7 separate regions of the Mus musculus genome follow, and regions 1, 3, 4, 5, 6 and 7 are each linked to region 2. A link is a contact called in public Hi-C, HiChIP or PLAC-seq and promoter capture Hi-C data. All regions are on one chromosome and are shown on one strand. Each heading gives the region's core, a stretch centred on a gene start, on an enhancer-like site or on the middle of the called end of the contact. The rest is flanking DNA. Distances are from core to core; before and after follow the strand shown.

Region 1 (2,700 bases), core at 190-2,689, 1.2 Mb before region 2:
AGGTTAGGAGTCAGCTCCCTTTTAGAGAAGTCTACATCCATGCTTTGGTGTTTATCTTCTTACCAGGAAATTCCATAGACTACTGGGGCCACAAGCAAGAGAAAAAGCACCTCTCTTTGTTCCTAAACTCTATATTAAAATATCTTTAATAAACCTCAACTATGCTTCATTGAGAAAGAAAGAGTACAGGAGCTGGCCACCATCAAATTGGTGAATAGTCAAAAGATTACATTATGTGGCCTGGGACAAAGAAGGGAAACCAACAAATCCCATAAACAGTGGTGGGGTTTAACCAGGGAAGAGAAGTGGAGGTGCAGGATTTGCATTTTTTGGTATAATTTTCTGGAGATAAACTTGGCTGGACTGTTTGATTGCCAGTAATGTGGTTGATTATTCTTGTTCCACCAAGAGAGAGTTGTGTAAATTCGTTGAGAGTTCATGAGTTCGTTGGGTCTGTGTGTGGGAGAGCTGAGAGCTAAAGGAATGACCCAGGAAAGATGAGACTAGTGAAGAAGATGGACATGGAGGTAGACAAGATAACCCAAACCATCTGCTCTTAGTGGTCCCAAGGCAAGAGCATACCAAGATGGCGGGGAACAGCTCAACCAGGCAAGTGTGAGGGAGAGGTCACCTGGAAAACAGGAAAAAGAAGTAGTTGACTGGAGAAGCGATGCTGTCAGAATAAGGGAGATCAAGATGAAGAGGTGCTCCTCAGATTCTCTATTCCGGAGATAGGGCTTCTTCACTTCCTCATCTCCTTTGCCTGCAGATTCAGAAGATCCTCAAGGAGCCAGTCACAGACATCGGACTGTTAGGCTTCTTCCAAGGCAAGAAAAACTCCCTGTTGCCCAACTCCAGGACCTGACTTGAAGGAAGCACCCACCCTCCTTGTCACCCAGACGTTGATGGATGACTTTTCCTTCATCCATGGATCCCAAGAGTGGTGCAGTCCGCCAGGAGAACCGCCCCCGTGGGAGAGGAGGCGTGGTTCTGTCTTCCGATTGGGCAGCTGGTCCCGGAAATGCAAATGAAATTCCTTGATGCTGGGTGGGAATTGGTTTAGAGAAAGGTGGAGGTGGGGCTGGGCCCCGGGCCACTTCACGAAGCGGGAAAAGGAGGGGGAACAAATGTCACAACTGGGACCCTGTCTCGGAGAATAAACATTTATGTGACTGAGGACCGAACCATTATTGGGTTTAGGGGGCATCACGGGGGCTACAAGGGTCTGTGGGAGGAAGAAAGTGGGGTCTCCTCCAGGTGGGGTGGGGGAGGCGCCTCTCCAAGCTCCAAGCCGGCGCGAGACACAGGCGAGGGCTGGCAGCGGCCACATCTGCACTGGGGCCGGTGCGCATCTGCAAAAGAAAGAGCTGCCGGCCAGGGTCCCCACCACGCAGCCTGCCGCCCCCACCCCCATCAGCGCGCGCGCGCCCAGCCCCGCGGGCTGGCAGACACGCGCTCGCTCTGCCTACCCTGGCTGGCCCCCACGCTGCCACCCCCGATTCCCTGAAGGTCCCGCATCCGGAAAGTGAGGTGAGCGCATCCGTACCTGGTGAGGAGGGGTAAACTGAGGCACGGGGGAAAAAGAGGGATGGGGAGGAATGGACAAGTATGTGAATGGATGGGATGGACAGTTGCTGCTCCGTGGTCCTTACTCGCCCAAGACGCAGAATTCTGCAGCCCCTTGGAGATCAGAGTGTTCAAACTCTACAGACGCCCCTCCGCCTCCACCGCGTCAAACCCTCACCCGAGATTCGCAGACTCCATCCCCAGCCTGGGGGCCTTTGAAGGCATCCCGTGTCCACCAGAGATGCAAGGACCAGTCCAACCCCATTGACAATCAAACTCACCCACCGCCGCCGCAGATCCTAGCAGCCCAGCCCCCTCCCACAAGTTACCTAGCCCAGTACACCCTCCCCGGGGACCTAGGAGTTCCATCCATCCTCCGGAGCCCCTTGGGACACGGGCGTCGGAGCCCCGGCCCCCGCGTTCCGGTTCCAGGTGTCCCCTCCGCACACCCAGCCCGAAGCCTGCGTCTCGAGGCCGCGCTCGCGTCGCCATGGCAACGGGAGTCTATTTTGCGCTGGGAACACACAGCTCCCTCCGCAGCGCCCCCCACCCACTCTGCTCAAGAGTGAGGGGCTCAAAGGGCGGGGAACAGTGCAGTGATGAGAATGAGACACTTAGAAGGGACAGAATCCCGGGACAGACAAGCAGAGATTGAGAGAGCCCCTGACAGAGGAACTGGGTGTGGAAATTACAAGGAGGCTACAGATCCAGGCGGGGGAGGTTGGGGATGGAGGGCCCAGACAGAGATCCGGACAGAGCCCTAGACAGACGCAGAGATGCAGAGGAACAGAAACCCGACGGCAGAGCCAGGTTAGAAAGAGAGAAGACAGCCGGCTGCACGTAGGCAGGGGGCCTAAGAAGAGAATGGACGGAGACTCTAGGCAGGGACCCCAGACAGCCCAGACAAAGTAGCGCTGCATGTGGTATCCACGCTATCCTTAGCAGGCAGGGATTTGGGGGTCTTTCCCAGCGCCACAGTAGCCAGGACCTGCTACTCTCCTCTCCCTCCTTCTACAGGTCCCCAATCTTGCCTGCTTTCCGCATTCCCACCTCAAACCGACTTCCTAATCCCTGAGATTCCTAGGAACCCCTTCCACATGCTCCTACCCCCTTCCCTGATCTGTGCCCCCACCA
Region 2 (2,700 bases), core at 187-2,686:
GCTTTCACCCAGTGGATTTCAATTATAAAAGATCACATATCCACATAGGCTGGGCAGATGAGAATGGAAATACAGAGAGATGGCAGTCCAGGTGATGACCGGGGAAGGGAGACGGTGAGGAAGCCCCTAGCCAAAAGAACAGAAAGCTAATCCTAAGAGGGATGACAGTCCCGGAACCGAGATACAGCTGTTTAGAAGTGCTTCAACTGTCCCAACAGAAGAGCACCAACAACTGAAAGCATGGGAGCTCGCATTCCACCGACCCAGATCTAGAAAGAAAAGCTAAGCGGTCCTCACCACACACAGCAATACCTAACCACTTAGGAAGCTTCACCCACCGAGGCAGACCGTGCATCGTAGTGGAGCCTGCATCCCCAAAGCTAGAGTCCACTGATACCCCACCTCAAAGATGCAAAAGATGTGAAGCCAGGAAGTGAGCAATACGGTACAGTCCTGAATCCAAGGTTTGGGGAGGGAGTGTTAAAACAAAACACACACACACACACACACACACACACACACACACTCACAAACCCCATGCTTCCTTAAAAAGAAGATTGGTGGAAAGGGACCTCTAGGAGACTTCACTGCTAGAGCTGTAAGGACTAGGTGGAAACTTTGGCTTAGGCTCCAACTCACAACGTTAACTGCACCCTCGGGTCTTGGGGACTTTTTCCTCCACAAGATCCATCTCTTCCAAAGAGGCTTCCCCCTATCAAGACACCAACAAGCTGGAGCTTTCGGGTGCACTGAGGCAACGCTCCCGAATGGAGCTCCCGGGGAAGGCATGACTGCAGGAGTGGGCCCCGCGCCCAGAGCAGAAAGACCCCTCCGCGGCCCGCAGCGCGCCCACCGCTCCAAGCCCAGCCAGACGCGGAGGAGGACGGGCACCTCGCACCCGGGGCCGGCGCTCTGCCACGCGGGAGTCCGGACGCGGGAGGACAGAGAGAGGAGAGGGTCCCCGCCCGCCCGAGCCGAAGCTGGGCCCGAGCGCGCGGCTTGGGCCCGGCGGGAGCTGAGGCCGTGTCGCGACAGGCAGCAGGGTCGCGGAGCAAGAAGTCGGCCGATGGAGCTGAGGGAAGAGGGAAAGGGGTCCGGCCCAGTCGAACCTGACGCTCACCGCAGGAGCTGGCGCCGCCGCTGCGGAGCGTATCGCGACAGGCGAGGAGGGGGGAGAGAGAGGCGAGCGCCCGCCCGCCGCCTTTTTTTTTTTTTTTTTTCCTCTTTCCTCGCGCCCCGAGCCCGGGCGCTATCGCGATAAGAGGGCGCGAAAGCCGGAAGTAGGGTTGGGTTGTTGATAGAGGAAGTGGGCCCGGGATTGTTCTAGACGACCGAGTAGGGGATTCAGGGATCAAGGAAAGGCCCGGCAGCGGCTGCCGACGGCTCCACGGAAGCTGAACGGGCCCGGTCCAAGATGGCGGCGGCGGAGGCCTCCCCTCCTCTCTTCTCCTCTCTGGCGCCGGCCCGCCCCCGAGCCCCGAATATAGGTCCGTCATTGCTCCCGCAGTACGTCGCTCTGCGCCGTTAGGCGCGCCCCATTGGTTCCTAGCGAGAATGAGGCCAACCTCTTCATTATGATTGGCTGATCTCGGCAAGGCGCGGCGTTCGATTGGCCTCCCGCTCAGCTTGCTTGGATTGGCTCGGGTATTTCTTCCCAGCTCCTCCTCCTCCTCCCCTCCTCGGAGCACAACACGCCAGCGCGAGGACCTGGGTGTCAATCAGGAAGCCTGTGTCGTGCTGATTGGATGTGTCCGCCCCCTTACCCTAAATCAATTGGCAGCGGGGAGGAGTCAGGGTGAGGGGCGGGAAGTTACTCGTCAAGTTTAAAGGCAGCTGTAATTGGTTGCGAGGTGTATTCTACCCTGAACTCATTGGTTAGCTATGAATGTGGGTAGAGGAAAACGACAAAAAGCATAGCGTGTGAGTGTTAAAGGAAGCTTATCTAGTGGGAGACGGAGAGGTGCCAGAGGGTTGGGGATAGTAAACCCAAGTCATCTACCAATCAAAAGAGCCGCCAGCCCTAAGGGGAGGAGCTAGACAAACACCCCGCCCCTTCCCTCGGTTAGCCAATAGGGTAGCTATTAACCTGCCGACAGGTGTGGTTGTCGGAGCATCCTTCCTTTGCCTGTCTAGGCTGTTATCTGATCCTCGTAGTTATTCCCCAAGCGCGTTTGCTTGGTATATCTCTAAAACTCAGTGCTTTCTAAAGGATGAAAGAAAGAAAGAAGGAATCAGGAACATTGCAGAAGCGACTGAGAAACACAAGGCGTGGGACTGACGTTTCTCTGGTTAAGTTAGCAGACTGGGACCTTCCCTGGAGTTGCAAGGACTCCAGCTGTAGAGGAAACTGCGCTTTGCCCTACCTCGGTTACATCTGTAATGACTACTCACTAGAGTTCTGCTATGCTTCTTAAGGAGTAAACTTCTCCGACCACCCTTGCCGAGTGCTTAGGTGAGCCTCTGGTTTAATTTTGTTTGATTCCTGCCGTTTTTACACATACTTGAGTCTCACTCTCTGGATTTCTCGTTGTTTAGTACCCATGAAGCACTCCATAGCCCTTTGCTGACTAGGTTGCAAACGTGAGCACCACGTTTTCATGAATTGGGGAAACTCGATCTATCTCTGCCTACTATGTGGAGGAAAAGAAGATAAATCCACACTTGAAGAGAACGTGCACGTGCATTTCACCGCATCAGAAT
Region 3 (2,700 bases), core at 197-2,696, 1.1 Mb before region 2:
CTTCTCCCTGTTCCCTCAGGTCTCCTCATCCGAAGGGATGCTTGTTGTCTTTTAGGCTAGGCTGGCTCTTGGGAATCTGTCTTTGACTTTGTTGCTGCAACAGTGGTGTGCACAAACAGGCCTGCTTGTGTGGTGGGTACTGGGTATTCAAATCCAGATGTTCAGGTTTCCAGAACAAGTGCTGTTATCCACTGAGCTGTCTCTCTAGGCCCTAATCCCAGCACTAGGAAGGCCGGGGTAGGAGAATCTTGCATCCGAGGTCAATCTAGGCTATGTACTAAGATCCATCCTGTCTCAGAAAACAAAGATAGAAAGTCTAAGAAGCTGCTTGTGGGGGTAGAGATTGCAGATGGGGATCTTATAACCACTATCACCTTCCCCACTCACACCCTGCCCATTGTGGGAATTTTTAAAAAAGATTTATTTATTTATTTTATGTATATGAGTACACTGTAGCTATACAGATGGTTGTAAGCCTTCATGTGGTTGTTCAGAATTGAATTTTTTTAGGACCTCTGCTCGCTCTGGTCAATCCTGCTCGCTCAGGGCCAATTATTATACATAAGTACACTCTAGCTGTCTTCAGACACCCCAGAAGAGGGTGTCAGATATCATTACAGGTGGTTGTGAGCCACCATGTGGTTGCTAGGATTTGAACTCAGGACCTCTGGAAGAACAGTCAGTGCTCTTAACCGCTGAGCCATCTCACCAGCCTGGGGAACTCTTGTTAGAACAGAAAAAGAAAGGGTGAGGGGAAGGGAAGAGAAGAGGAGCGTGTGGGGTGGGATCATCAAGATCCCACATCAAGCAACCCAAAAGACTGAACCCAGAAGGCACAATCCCAGAATGGACAAGCAGCCTACAGCTCTTCAGGAGACAGGACGGGAACATCACCAACTCCAGGTCAGCAGGGGCTATAGAAGACTCCAGAAAAGAGACCTGCATTTGCAGGTAGGTAATGGTGGCTGGACTCCAGAAGTGACATGTATGTATGCATTCAGGGAGCTGTATGTAGTTTGTGGGGAGGATAAAGTACCGGGGGATTTGGACGTTGAACCCACAAAACTGTAGGAAGGAAGTTAGGGGCTCCCTGAAGCAAGAGTGTCCCTTTTACGAATCTGAGACAGGAAGTAGTTGTTTGGGTAGATTACAGACGATGACTACTGATTAGACCCAAAGCTGAATATCTCATACACACTCAGCCTGGACTTTGCCTCTTCCGGAATTCGGAGGCCTGCCTTCTTTTGCCACACCTGGAATCACCTGGTACTGCCACTCAGATCTAAATGTATTAAGGAAATGGAGAGAATTTGAGGGAACTTGGAAAGGTGAGGGCCCTAAGGGAACCCGGAGCCTGGGAGCTGGCAGTGAAGAGCCAGGAAAACAGACCAACAACAGTTGATTGGGTCTGAAGAAGATAGGGAAAAGAGCCCCGAGCAAGGCCAGGCTTCCAGCCAGTGGGACCACAAAAGCAGGTGGGCCGTCTTCAGCACCACACACCTAAAGACTGCTTGGAGATCCAGCTTCTTCACTTCCACTGCAGAGCGCAGCAATGTGGAATTACCTGTCCTTGCTGCCTGTCATCTTATTTCTGTGGGCTATAGCTGGCATCTGGATTGTGTAAGTAGCAGAGGCCCTAAAGGATGCTTGGGTCTGAGGGAGGAAGATTGGGGTCTGGACTTTTGGGTCTGAAGGAGGGCTAGATTCCTGGGTCTGAGGGAGGAGGGCTGGGGACAGGACTCCAGGTCTGAGGGAGGAGGGCTGGGGACTGGACTCCAGGTCTGAGGGAGGAGGGCTGGGGACTGGACTCCAGGTCTGAGGGAGGAGAGCTAATGTTTGGATTTTTGGGTCTGAGGGAAGACAGCTGGTTTTTGGATGGCTTCTTGTGACACAGGATAGAGGCCAGAAGTCCATTAACACAGGGAAGTGTTTGGTTTAGGGAACAGAAAGGAAAGCTCTCTACAAGATCCACTTACTAACTTCCTGTATTCCTCTCGTCTCAGTTTTGCAATCGCTGTGGTTAATGGTTCTGTGGACCTCAACGAAGGCTTCCCTTTTATCAGGTTGTTATGGCTGAGGTGGTGATGGGGGAGGCAAATAGAGGGTCTTGTCTGGGAGGAGCCAAAAGATGACCCTGTTCTTCTTTTGCAGTATCTGTGGCTCTTATGCTCCTCAGAGCTGCATTTTCGGCCAAGTCCTCAATATAGGAGCTGCTCTAAGTAAGTATTTCTATACCTTTCCTTTCACTGCCAGCCCAAAGGTGCCTAAAGGGTCCCCATCTCCTCCTTCCTCAGACCAGAGCAACTGGTTTCCCTGAAAGCCAGGAGCCTTCTTCCCTCAGACCCCAAGGTTCATGCCCCAGACCTCCTTCCTCACACCCAGGAGTCTAGACCCCAATTCTCTTCTCTCAGACCCAGAGTCCATACCCCAGTCTTTCCCCCTCAGATCCAGGAATCCAGATCCCAGTCCGTCTCCCTCAAACCTCCAAGCCCGTACCTCCAAATCCCTTCTTCCCTCATCCTATGTTTAACTGGGACACCAGCATTTTCCTGTTTCAAATCTTCCCCTCCAGCTGCGAATCCTGTGATGAGTTTGCCTCTCACTTCTCTTTCCTAGCTGTTTGGATCTGCATTGTGCGTCATCACCAACTCCGGGACTGGGGCGTCAAAACCTGGCAAAACCAGCTAATTCTGTGGTCGG
Region 4 (2,700 bases), core at 185-2,684, 1.2 Mb before region 2:
TGTGTTTATAAAATTTTGGGTGTGTGTCTGCCCATGTGTCTGCTTACCACATGCATTCAGTGCCAAAGTGGCCAGAAGAAGGTGTCTGAGCCCCTGGAAGTAGAATTACAGGCGACTGTGAGCCTCCACCACTGTCTGGCTTGTTGTTTTTAATCTTTGTTCAGCTCATTTTGTTTTTGAGGCTCAGTTTCAGGATGCACTTGAGTTCACTGTTCTGGGGAGACCAACTTTGAACCTCTGCCGGTTGCCTTCCCAGTCCCATCCCATCCCCCATCTCTCCCACCCTCACCCCACCCCCATGCATACAGTGCTGGGCACTAAAGCGAAGGCTTTATTCATGCCAGGCAAGGACTCTGCCACCTGAGCTACAGTTCCAGCCTTATTTCTTTTTCTTTGTTCGACAGTGTCACACTCTGTGGCCCAGGCTAACCTGGAACTCTGTGTATATATATATCTCTCCCCCAAAAGATCCTCACCCACACTCAGCCTCCCAAGTGCTGGGTTTACAGTCCTCGTTAGCCACCATGCCTAGCCCTTTTCTCATAACTTCAAGGTGAAGAAATCCTCCTGTCTCCACTTCTGAGTACTTGGGGTCATGGGTATTAAGCCACCGTAATCAGCTTTTGTTTTCTTATTCATTGAACTCAAGGCCTCAGCTTCTAGAACGCTGGGATTACCGGCCCTGAGCCACCATACCAGGTTTATATATCTGGATGAAGTAATCCTCTCTCTCTTAACCCCCACTTCTAAGTACAGAGTCAGTTTTCTATATAGACCACCCAAGGAGACAAGTCCTGAATTCCTGGAGAAAAAGCTAACTGGCAAGCAGTGGGGGAAAATGTCTTACGAGGCTTGTTCTTTTGTTTTCTTAGTTTGACTTTCGGGTTTTCGAGACAGGACTTACTTCCGTGTTGTACTGGCTATTCTGGAATTCGCGTTGTAGAGTCAGAATTATGCCTGCCTCTGCCTCCTGAGTACTGGAACTAAACCATTAACTAAATCATCGGTTTATGATGATTACTGGAACTAAACATTTGCGCCACCATGCCCGGCTGTTGTTTTGGTTGACAGGGTCTCACCACGCAGTCCCGGCTAGTCTCGAACTGGCGATACTCGTGCTTCAGCCTTCCTAGAGCTAGGTTACAGAAAGCATCACCTCTCCCCGGTCGCCCCGGATGGAGTGGATGGTGCCATGAACCCTACACTAGCCAAGATTGAGCCTCTAGCTCTCTGGTCGTTCTTCACCCTCCTTCCGGGTTAGAAGCCGAGCTCTCAGCCAAGGCCCTCCCTCCGTGGATTTTCATTGGTCCTACCCTCTGTCTCTCCGCCTGCTCCAGTTTCTTCAGACCAATCGAATTAACAGGATGGAGTAGAACAGAGTGAGGCGAACGCCGATTGGTTGGCTCGGCGCGGGGGTGTAGACCCGCGGCTCTGACTACGTGTCTACAAAGGGCAAAAAGGAGGCCCAGTACGGGGTCAGTGGGAATCCAGCGGGGAAAAGGTCACGGGACTTCTTGGAAAAGGGGCCCGAACTCGAACCTGGGACCTTCGAGTAAGTCCGGTTCGTTACTTGCTGGCTGTTTGCAAACCCACCATCCCGTCATTCAGACCGGGAAACGGAAGCTTTGCAGGGTGTCGGGTTCGGGGGTTGGAATGGCATTCCATTTGGTCTCAGGATAGACCCGCGGGGAGAGTCCCCAACCCTCTCTAGAGACAAATTTTGCATCAACCCCGCCAGTGAGCTAACCCTGGAGAAAAAAAGAGACCCAGAGAGGAAGGGAAACTCACCCAGGGTCACACAGCCTGAAATTCCTGGTTCCAGGAGTTGTGGTCCCCGCTTCTCTCACAATTACGTGCTCCTCTGTATCGCTCTCCCTAAAGCATCGTGGATCCTCTCCCATCTGTGTCCCCAGTCCATCTCGATCAAATCTGGCGAACTGAGCCTGGCTGTCATGAAAGCCAGGCAAATCAAGTGCTCTCTACCACTGAACTCCATCCAGCCCCCTTGCTCATTTCCTTCACACTGTGCCTCCCAAAAATGGGTTCCCAAGCCAAGAACCCAGCCCTTGGGACATAAGCCTTAAAAACCTATGAGGGGAATAGAGAAGGGGGGGCGAGTAGACATGGCTCAGTGGCTAAGAACTCTGGTTTCTCTTGTAGAGGACCTGGGTTTGGTACTCAGCACCCAGACGGTGGTTTACAACCGTCTTTAAATCTAGTTTCAGGGGACCCGACTACCTCTTCCAGCCTCCACAGACACTACATGCATGTGGCTATGCAGTCTCAGGTCAAACACTCATATAATAAACCCAGTCCGGGCTGGAGAGATGGCTCAGCAGTTACGAGCAGTGGCTCCTCTTCCAGAATGGCTCACAACCATCTGTAATGGGATCTGCTGCCCTCTTCTGGCATGCAGGCATACATGTAGACAGAGCACTCATATACAGGGAATAGATAAATAAATATTTTTTTAAAATTAAAAGTAAATCTGATCAACACACACATTTGGGATCCAGAGAGAAATGACTCCTTCGCTTGTCTCTGACCTCCACATATGCCCCATGGCATGGATACCCTCTCCCATATAGAAACTAAATAAATAAATAGAAATTTTTAAGGAAAAAAAAATCTACATTTGCCATTCAGGGAGCACAGATGGGAGTTTGCCATACCGTTCTTGCGCTTTTCATTTCACTGGCG
Region 5 (2,700 bases), core at 44-2,543, 1.5 Mb before region 2:
CACTGGATCATAGAACTTGCTGATTTTTGACCTTGTATTCAAGTTAACTGCTCCCTTGGTATATGTTTAACACCCTGTGCATATCTTGATTCAGTCCTTAGTTCATGTGGCTCGGTCACTTGGGGCTGGGGAGAACACGCAGTGGAAGAGAAAGGCCCAGCCTGGTGGATCTCTGTGAGCACCACGGAGTGATCTGTGCAGGGTATTAACCAACAGCAGACTTCCAGGATTTCCCGAGGCTGGCAAGGGCTCCTGAACCAGTTACCACTCCTTCTTGCCAGTCTAACAGGGTGGGAAAGTCCGAGCCTTAGGACCCAGTTTCCGTTCTGGTTTCTTCCCTCCTGACCACCATCGGTTGTTAGTTGCCTTGAGTTGGGAACGTTTGCATCGACACCTGTAAATGTATTCATTCTTTAATTTATGTAAGGTTTTGTTGTACTCAATTCTTTAAGAAATGACAAATTTTGGTTTTCTACTGTTCAGTGAGAACATTAGGCCCCAGCAACACGTCATTGTGTAAAGAAATTAAAGTGCTTCAGTAACTGAAAAAAAAAAAAAATTTCCTACTACCTATGATATCAAGCTTGGCTTTCTACAAGAGTTCAATCTCTGACTCTCATTTAATTCTTCCATTCCTTCACACACATATATATATATATATATATATATATATATATATATATATATATACTTTTTTTTTTTTTTTTTTTTTTTGGTTTTTCGAAACAGGGTTCTCTGTATAGCCCTGGCTGTCCTGGAACTCACTTTGTAGACCAGGCTGGCTTCGAACTCAGAAATCCGCCTGCCTCTGCCTCCTGAGTGCTAGAATTAAAAGTGTGCGCCACCACACCCGGCTCTATATTTCTTTTATATTTGACATAAGATCGCCTTTTTTTTTTCCTTTGTCTCTAAAAACAAATTGTGCAGCCCGTTGCTTAGGCAAAAGGAGTTTTGTCAGAAAAGTTCAGATCTAACAGATCTGTTCAGGATGGCAGGCAGTTCACTGAGCCAAGCTGCCTTCCTCTGTGTCCCTGTCATGAATCCTTGATTCGGTACAATTCAGTAGGCTTCATCCAAGAAATGCAGAGATGGTTCAGTAAGTGAAAATCAGTCCTGGAAGGTAGCTGGAAGGACCCGGCAGAGCGCAACACGAGGGTTGGTTGTCCTTCGGGTGGGCACCGCAGCGGCGGGCGGTGCCCAGCTTCCCTTCCCCCACAGTCTGGTACAGAGTCTGCCTTCCCGCGCGCTCTTCCCGGCCGCTGCCTTTAGAGGGCGCACGTGCAGCAGCCGCTCTCTCCGGCAGGATCGCCGCGATGGCCGCCCAGGGAGAGCCGCAGGTCCAGTTCAAGGTCGTCCTGGTGGGCGACGGCGGCACCGGAAAGACGACATTCATGAAGCGCCACTTGACCGGAGAGTTTGAGAAGGAGTATGTAGCCACCCTGGGCGTGGAGGTGCACACATTAGTCTTCCATACCAACAGAGGACCTATCAAGTTCAATGTGTGGGACACAGCCGGTCAGGAGAAGTTCGGGGGGCTGCGCGATGGCTACTACATCCAAGCCCAGTGTGCCATTATAATGTTTGACGTAACATCAAGAGTTACTTACAAGAATGTGCCTAGCTGGCATAAAGATCTAGTGCGTGTGTGTGAAAACATCCCCATTGTATTGTGTGGCAACAAAGTGGATGTTAAAGACATGAAAGTGAAGGCAAAACCTATTCTCTTCCACCGAAAGAAGAATCTTCAGTACTATGACATTTCTGCCAGAAGTAACTACAACTTTGAAAAGCCTTTCTTCTGGCTTGCCAGAAAGCTCATTGGAGATCCTAACTTGGAGTTCGTTGCCATGCCTGCTCTTGCCCCACCTGAGGTAGTCATGGACCCAGCTTTGGCAGCACAGTACGAGCATGATTTAGAGGTTGCTCAGACGACTGCTCTCCCAGATGAGGAAGATGACCTGTGAGAAAGTGAAGCTGGAGCCCTGCGTCAGAAGTCTATTTTAGGCAACTGTCCTGTGATGCCAGCCAGCGGTGCAGTGTGTGTGCCACCTTATTTAGCTAAAGGAGATCGTGCAATTCATTGGGATGCTGAAGGAGATGAATGGGCTTCGGAGTGAATGTGGCAGTTAAAATACACCTTCATTTTTTTGGACTTGCGTATTTAGCCCCCTGGAACAGAGTTGTTCTGGATTTCAAAGATAAGACTGCTACCGTAGCATCACAATAGTCAGTGGTGAAATCTTGTTTGTAACTGTCATTCCCACTCTTTCATTTAGAATCAGAATAAAGTTGTATTTCATATTTGAAATATCTTCTAAATATCTTCTAAAAAAGAGAAAAATAAAATCAGCAAATGTAATCTATCACATAAACAAATTAAAAGGGGAAAAAAAACATGATCATATCTTTAGATGCACAAAGGGCCTTTGACAAAATCCAACACCTCTTTATCATAAAACTCCTTGAGAGCCTAGGGATACAAAAGACATACCAAACATAGCAAAGGCAATATAAAGCAATCTGATAAGCCGGGAGTGGTGGTGCCTTTAATTAAATGCCTTTAATCCCAGCATTTGAAAGGCAAAGGCAGGCGAATTTCTTTTTTTTTTAAGATTTATTTATTTATTATATGTAAGTACACTGTAGCTGTCCTCAGATACTCCAGAAGAGGGCATCAGATGATTGTGACCACCTTGTGGT
Region 6 (2,700 bases), core at 69-2,568, 1.4 Mb before region 2:
CTCAGATGTCCATGAGTACTGCAAACAAGTGGTGGACAGACAGAGCACCCATACGAGGAGGAGGGAGGGGGAGGGGGAAGGAAGGAAGAAGAAGAAGAAAGAAGGAAGAGGAGGGAGGAAGGGAGGGAGGAAGGAAAGAGGGACAGAGGGAAGGAAGGAGGAGGAGACCTTTAAAAATCAAAATAGAGTTCAAGGCCAGCATAGACTACATAAGTTTGAGGTCACCTTACTGTATGGGGCGTAGTCAGAAGGTAGGAAACAAGGAATGAGTGAAAATAGGAAGAGAAGCCAGGCAGTGGTGGCCCATGCCTTTAATCCCTGCACTGGGGGGGGCAGAGGCAGGTGGATTTCTGAGTTCGAGGCCAGCCTGGTCTACAGAGTGAGTTCCAGGACAGCCAAGGCTACACAGAAAAACCCTGTCTCGAAAACAAAAACAAAAAAAGAAAGAAAGAAAATCCCATAAGGAAACCCTGTCTCAAAAAAAAAAAAAAAAAAAAAAAAAAAAAAAAAAAAAAGGAGGAGGAGGAGATGATCACAGAAGTGTCCTGACTTATCAAGTCACAAAGTCAGGCCCTAGAGTGAGTTTAACTCTCAAAAGAGCCCTGTCCTTAGTGCTGCCGAAAACCCTCTTTGAGCTCTTTTCTCCCAAACATCACAGCAACTGAGAGGGGTTAGCTTCCGTCTGGAATCTTACCTGAGCTCATGAGTCTCCTCCTCCTTCTTTTTTTAAAATTGGTTATTTTCTTTATTTACATTTCAAATGTTATCCCCTTTCCGGGTTCCCCGACCCCCCACTCCCGAATGAGTCTCATTCTTGACACAGACTTAGAAAACCTCCCATTCATAAACTGAACCGCTACCTTTTGCACCATGAATTGAAAGTAACCTCAGAAACGTTAGAATCTCCCATGCCTTTAAGTTCACATAAGCAAACTTCGGGCTCACCTGCAGTTAGTTTTAAAAGGGGATTTGGAAGGCCGATCATTATGGCTCAGAGGCCAGCAGATTTCTGTGAGTTCGAGGCCATCTTGGTCTGCAAAGAGAGTTCTAGGCCAGACAGGAATACATAGTGAAAACATGCCTAAACAATAAAAAGTGGGGAGACATTGGAATGCGTCGCTAGGGTGTGGCCGACCTTCCAGCTGCAAGTTCAGTCAGCCCATGCGGAGGACCGACAGGTTTTGAAGACCTTTTGCCGGATTCCGCCTATCCTACCCCGCCAGGGCCCCGCTCATCTACCGGTTATGATCCCGCCCCTCGTCGACCTGCCCCGCGCTTGCGCAGCGCCGCCAGCCCGGCCCCGCCCTTCGCGGAGCAATCTTTGCCCTCAGGGACCGGGCTTAGGTACAAGATGGCCGCCGCGCGCCCGGATCCCCCGATTCCGAGCTCACCGACCCGGGAGTCGCCATCCCCGGAGCCGCCGGACCTGGTGCGGGCGACGAAGGGGTCTGGGCCGGGGGTTCACAGCGAAGAAGATCGCAGGGCAAGGGGCGGGGTCAAGGCGGGGCCTAGAACAATTGGGCGGGGGTATGGTAACCCTCTGGGGCGGGGTTTAGGGAGGAGCCTATGGGGAATGAGGAGCGAGGCCTGGTTGAGGCGGGTCTTGAAGACAGCTTGTGTCTTGGGCTTGGTTGGGTCCAGGGAGAGGACAAGGGAGCTTGCATAAAGAAGTGTGGCATCTTAAGAGGGGCGGGGCACCAGGGAAATTATAGGGCTAGTGGATGGTTGGGAAGGTGACCCCAAAGGAGAGCTATAATTCGGTCACCGTGTTGGGATGGCATGTGATGATACAAGGACTGACTGCCTTACAAATGCCCAAGGGAGGAGAAATGGGTGCTTCGGATGACTTTAGAACTTATAACTAGTAACTGGAAAGTAACTGAAAATATTGGTTCATTCAGCAAACATTTAAAGCTCCAGGGGACCAAAATGGACAACGATTGCGTCCTCTTGCAACTTGCAGTCTTATGAGGAGAAAAAGTGACGATAAAGAGTATTGTAATATGTCCTATAAGAGAAATAAAAGGTGCACTTAAGAGTGGGGGTGGAGCAAGCTAAATTTAAATGGCAGAAGTCAGCTGGGTGCCGGCTTATGGTTGCAATGTAGTCAGTGAGATAAGCAGGATCCAGATCGTGTTGGATATTATAGGAAGGACACGAGGTTTTAAGTGCAATCGGAGGACTTGGAGTGGCGAAATGTCATGACCTCATTTGCATTTTCCAAAGTCCATTTAGGGTGCTCTAGAAGAGGTGGATAATGAGGGGCAGAAGCAGGAACAGGGGTTACCTCTGAGTGGTGTTTTTCATTCTAAGGGGGGAATTATGAGACTTTTAACTAGTACAGAGGAGAGGTACCACCGTGTCTGTGGTATATTTGGGTCAAGAAGGGGAAATGCCAGAACAAGGATCCATCAAAAATTCGGTATCATGGATAACAGGGTTAAGAAATCAAGGGATACGGCTGGAGAGATGGCTCAGCATTTAAGAGCCCTGGCTGCACTTTTAGAGGTTCAGTTCCGGGCATCCGCATGGAGGCTCACAACCACCTGTGACTCCATTCCTAGAGGATCTGACCCTCACTCCTGACCTCCATGGACAGTGACACACACAGTGAACACACATGCAGGCTCTCACACAGAACAGAACATGAAATACTTGGGCTTGATGGCAAGCGCACGCCTTTAATCCCAGCACTTGGGA
Region 7 (2,700 bases), core at 85-2,584, 1.1 Mb before region 2:
CCAGGAGCAGCAGATGGTAGAACTACTCTCCCTATACATGAGTATGGACTGTTTGGTTTTTCAAAATGGAAACACCATGATGTTGACGATAGCTGCCTCAGGGCTGAAAACAAGCAATGGCACAGTGGGTGACTGTTACTGTTTGTGTTTGCATTTTCCAGAGTTTTCACCATGACTGTATTTTGCAGGACACATTTATAAACATTAATAAACACTATTTTTAGAATGGCACTGTACCAGTCTCTGTCTCACCCCACTGTACATGCTGTATAACCTCAAAATAGGACTCAGAAGGGACCAAGAAAAATGGTTATTTGAGCCCATGTCCTGGGTCATACTGAGCATACACACACACACACACACACACACACACACACACACACACACACATATATATATACACATATACATATATCTCCTTAAGAAGTTGTCTTAGATTCAGAAAAAGTTGCCCTGCTTTACAAAAGAGAGGGAAACTGAGGCTCAAGGGGAGGAATTGTTTTCTGTAGGGTATTTTGCCTTGGTTTTGAGTCTTACCTCACAGAGATCTGCCTGCTTCTTCCAGAGTGCTGGAATTAAAACTGTGTGCCACCATGCCCAGCTTATTGCTCTTATGCTCATACAGGTAGTTGGCCTTATATCATTATGGTACTAGGACTGAACCCAGGGCCTTGTGCATGCCAAGCAAGCACTTTAACACTCAACCGCATCTCCAAGCCCTTTGCTTTATTTTTCTATTTATTATTTTGAGACAAGGTATTGTTACATAGCCTAAGATGGTTTCAAACACGATTTTCCAGCCTCCCATCCCTAGTGCTGGGATAACAGCTGTGATGGCCATGCCCAGCTATGGTCGTCCTTTCTTTACAGTTCAGTGTTTAGTTGATTCGAGAGTTGTGGGGACACACACACACACACACACACACACACACACACACACGAGCCATTAGGAAACTGAGGCTCAATGTGGGGTTGGGTCTTCCTGAGAGTAAAGAGGAGGGTCACAGGCAGAACTAGGCCTGTGATTCAAGCCTTTGGGTTAATGATCCCTATGGAGGTTCTAACACAGATCCCTGGGGGGGGCGGGGAGGGGGGAGCGGGGGGGGGGGAGGGCTGTGTCATCACAATCTTGGGTCCAGGAGATGGAGATGTTCTGATAGAGGTCTGAGTCACCTATCCCAGCCCTCAAAAGAGTCCACACCTTATTCTGGAATGGTGAGGCCCCTAGGCAGTTCCCAGGAAGCAGCCTCTAGGGTCTAGTGAGGTCACAAAGCCCCTCTCAAAGGTTCCACCCACGGCCTAGTGCTGACTACCTCTCTGCAGGGCCATGGCCATACCAGAGTCTCTCGGCCCTGGGGACACTCCACTTTCTGTCACTGCTGAGCGCCTGACATCCTTGAAGCCCAAGGGTCCAAAGCTGGTGGGCTGGGGTGGGGGTCAGGGCTCCACTTGGGTCCAGGATTCTTGAATCTATACACCCTCACCCGCTGTTATGGCACCCGCTGTTATGAGGCGGCTGTGGCGCTTTTTTTTCCCTCCGCCTCCCCCGGAGCCTCCGAAGTGGGTTCCCATCCTTGGAGAGATGCAGAAGACCCTTCAGATGGCCGAATACCTGCCCCTCCGCCCGCTGCCCATGTTCGAGAGTAACTTTACCCAGGTCCCCAGCTCCCTGAGCCCCCTGGAAATGGGGGAGGAAGTCTGAGACACAGGAAGAGAGAGGGAACCCCTGGGCAGAGTGGGTTGAACAGGGATTTGGAATTTGAACTCCTGTAGGTAGAAGATGGGTTTGGAAAGAAAGGAGGCTCTCAGGTGAGGGATGCTGGAGGAATGTTGGAGAAAGAACTGGTCCCAGCCCTGCTCCCTGGCTGCCCCAGGTAACCAACAATGGGACTCCTGCGTTATTACACAACAAATCCAACAAGCTGACTATGGGTGTCGCAGCATCCTTGCCTGGCCTAATGCTGCCTGACATTCTGTTGATTGCTCGGCCCCCCGAGGACGAGGAGTGCTCCAGTCTCATCCTAACCAGGTATGTTCCTTGAGCCCCATCCTAGCTCACTCCACTCCATCCTATCGCACTAGCTACCTTGTCTCCCACCTCCCGCAGGATGATCCCACTAGACCTTGCCCGCCTGTATGTCGATGATCTGCCCACCTGGCGACTGAAACTGCGTCTGAGATCCGGCCGTCATTATTTCCTGGCACTGGATGCCCCTGAACATGAGCTGGCCTTTCTGTTTGACCGCTGGATTCGCCTCATCAACATGCTTCGAGGGCCTAAATTATCCAAGACACCAAAAACAGAACCCTCCGTGCTGGAAATACCCCCAGAAGTCACTCTTGCCTCCACTTGGCACTTTCAGGTGAGGATTCAATGAACAAGGCCTGGAAACCACCGTCCAGATTCCACAGAGAACAGGGGACCCACAGCCCACAGGCTAGCCGCTCCCATCCCATTGGAAAGGAGCTGGGATCCTAGAATGCTGTATTTAAAAGGAGAGTCTGACCTCATGGGACCAAGGAAGAAAAGATGGGGAGGAAGGTGCAGGCTGGGCAGGTGAGACAATCATGGGGTGGAGAAAACAGTTCAGTTGGTAAAGATATTATTGCCTAGGAACTATGAGAATCTGAGTTCAAACCCTCAGAACCCTCATAAAAATGCTGAGCGTTGCCAAGAGTGGTGGCACACATCTTTAATCC

What was found. Promoter capture Hi-C pulls out the DNA fragments that hold promoters and counts their contacts. Hi-C and Micro-C count contacts between places; a contact is called where the count stands out from the background. HiChIP or PLAC-seq counts read pairs in DNA pulled down with a chosen protein or histone mark.
Region 1: a contact with region 2 is called in a promoter capture Hi-C map of hippocampal neurons, with 3 times the contacts expected there. The contact joins the promoter of Shisa7 here to the promoter of Cnot3 in region 2. A contact is called at or near these places in 4 of 39 promoter capture datasets (cranial neural crest, embryonic stem cells, frontonasal cranial neural crest and 1 more).
Region 3: a contact with region 2 is called in an H3K27ac HiChIP or PLAC-seq map of embryonic stem cells, with 7 times the contacts expected there. The contact joins the promoter of Tmem150b here to the promoter of Cnot3 in region 2. A contact is called at or near these places in 12 of 39 promoter capture datasets (the 3T3-L1 cell line, the C10 cell line, cranial neural crest and 8 more), 1 of 484 Hi-C or Micro-C datasets (B cells), 2 of 115 datasets of contacts at active chromatin or transcription factors (embryonic stem cells and microglia) and 2 of 9 other capture datasets (adipose tissue and liver).
Region 4: a promoter capture Hi-C map of liver shows a contact between it and region 2, with 7 times the contacts expected there. The contact joins the promoter of Isoc2b here to the promoter of Cnot3 in region 2. A contact is called at or near these places in 11 of 39 promoter capture datasets (the C10 cell line, cranial neural crest, fetal liver and 6 more), 4 of 115 datasets of contacts at active chromatin or transcription factors (embryonic stem cells, large pre-B cells, pro-B cells and 1 more) and 1 of 9 other capture datasets (liver).
Region 5: a contact with region 2 is called in a promoter capture Hi-C map of hippocampal neurons, with 5 times the contacts expected there. The contact joins the promoter of Rasl2-9 here to the promoter of Cnot3 in region 2. A contact is called at or near these places in 2 of 39 promoter capture datasets (hippocampal neurons and liver) and 2 of 115 datasets of contacts at active chromatin or transcription factors (astrocytes and double positive thymocytes).
Region 6: a Hi-C map of B cells shows a contact between it and region 2, with 7 read pairs. The contact joins the promoter of Zfp784 here to the promoter of Cnot3 in region 2. A contact is called at or near these places in 11 of 39 promoter capture datasets (the 3T3-L1 cell line, the C10 cell line, the HPC-7 cell line and 7 more), 4 of 484 Hi-C or Micro-C datasets (B cells, CD4 T cells, forebrain and 1 more) and 9 of 115 datasets of contacts at active chromatin or transcription factors (VIP interneurons, astrocytes, cardiomyocytes and 6 more).
Region 7: a promoter capture Hi-C map of embryonic stem cells shows a contact between it and region 2, with 3 times the contacts expected there. The contact joins the promoter of Fam71e2 here to the promoter of Cnot3 in region 2. A contact is called at or near these places in 5 of 39 promoter capture datasets (cranial neural crest, embryonic stem cells, hippocampal neurons and 2 more), 1 of 115 datasets of contacts at active chromatin or transcription factors (extraembryonic endoderm stem cells) and 1 of 9 other capture datasets (liver).

What each region holds. Positions count from the first base shown.
Region 1 is chr7:4,843,435-4,846,134 of GRCm38.p6, reverse strand. It overlaps Shisa7 (shisa family member 7), which reads left to right and starts at 1,439. Exons shown (of 6, transcript NM_172737.4): 1 at 1,439-1,530. It overlaps Isoc2b (isochorismatase domain containing 2b), which reads left to right. Exons shown (of 6, transcript NM_026158.2): 6 at 770-1,175. The coding sequence ends at 865. It overlaps Gm36127 (a long non-coding RNA gene), which reads right to left. Exons shown (of 2, transcript XR_881804.2): 2 at 1,150-1,352.
Region 2 is chr7:3,644,005-3,646,704 of GRCm38.p6, reverse strand. Cnot3 (CCR4-NOT transcription complex, subunit 3) reads right to left here and starts at 1,436. Exons shown (of 18, transcript NM_146176.3): 1 at 1,121-1,436. It overlaps Gm15927 (a long non-coding RNA gene), which reads left to right and starts at 2,360. Exons shown (of 6, transcript XR_003946711.1): 1 at 2,360-2,452; 2 at 2,536-2,700.
Region 3 is chr7:4,723,828-4,726,527 of GRCm38.p6, reverse strand. Tmem150b (transmembrane protein 150B) reads left to right here and starts at 1,446. Exons shown (of 6, transcript NM_001142792.1): 1 at 1,446-1,620; 2 at 2,004-2,063; 3 at 2,152-2,219; 4 at 2,617-2,700. The coding sequence starts at 1,553.
Region 4 is chr7:4,864,913-4,867,612 of GRCm38.p6, reverse strand. It overlaps Isoc2b (isochorismatase domain containing 2b), which reads left to right and starts at 1,434. Exons shown (of 6, transcript NM_026158.2): 1 at 1,434-1,552.
Region 5 is chr7:5,124,543-5,127,242 of GRCm38.p6, reverse strand. It overlaps Rasl2-9 (RAS-like, family 2, locus 9), which reads left to right and starts at 1,293. Exons shown (of 1, transcript NM_009028.2): 1 at 1,293-2,301. The coding sequence starts at 1,314. The coding sequence ends at 1,964.
Region 6 is chr7:5,037,064-5,039,763 of GRCm38.p6, reverse strand. It overlaps Zfp784 (zinc finger protein 784), which reads left to right and starts at 1,318. Exons shown (of 2, transcript NM_001039532.2): 1 at 1,318-1,429. The coding sequence starts at 1,352. It also overlaps a transcript of Zfp580 not described here.
Region 7 is chr7:4,769,904-4,772,603 of GRCm38.p6, reverse strand. It overlaps Fam71e2 (family with sequence similarity 71, member E2), which reads left to right and starts at 1,334. Exons shown (of 11, transcript NM_172895.3): 1 at 1,334-1,657; 2 at 1,875-2,029; 3 at 2,108-2,363. The coding sequence starts at 1,493. It overlaps Il11 (interleukin 11), which reads left to right. Exons shown (of 5, transcript NM_008350.4): 5 at 1-226.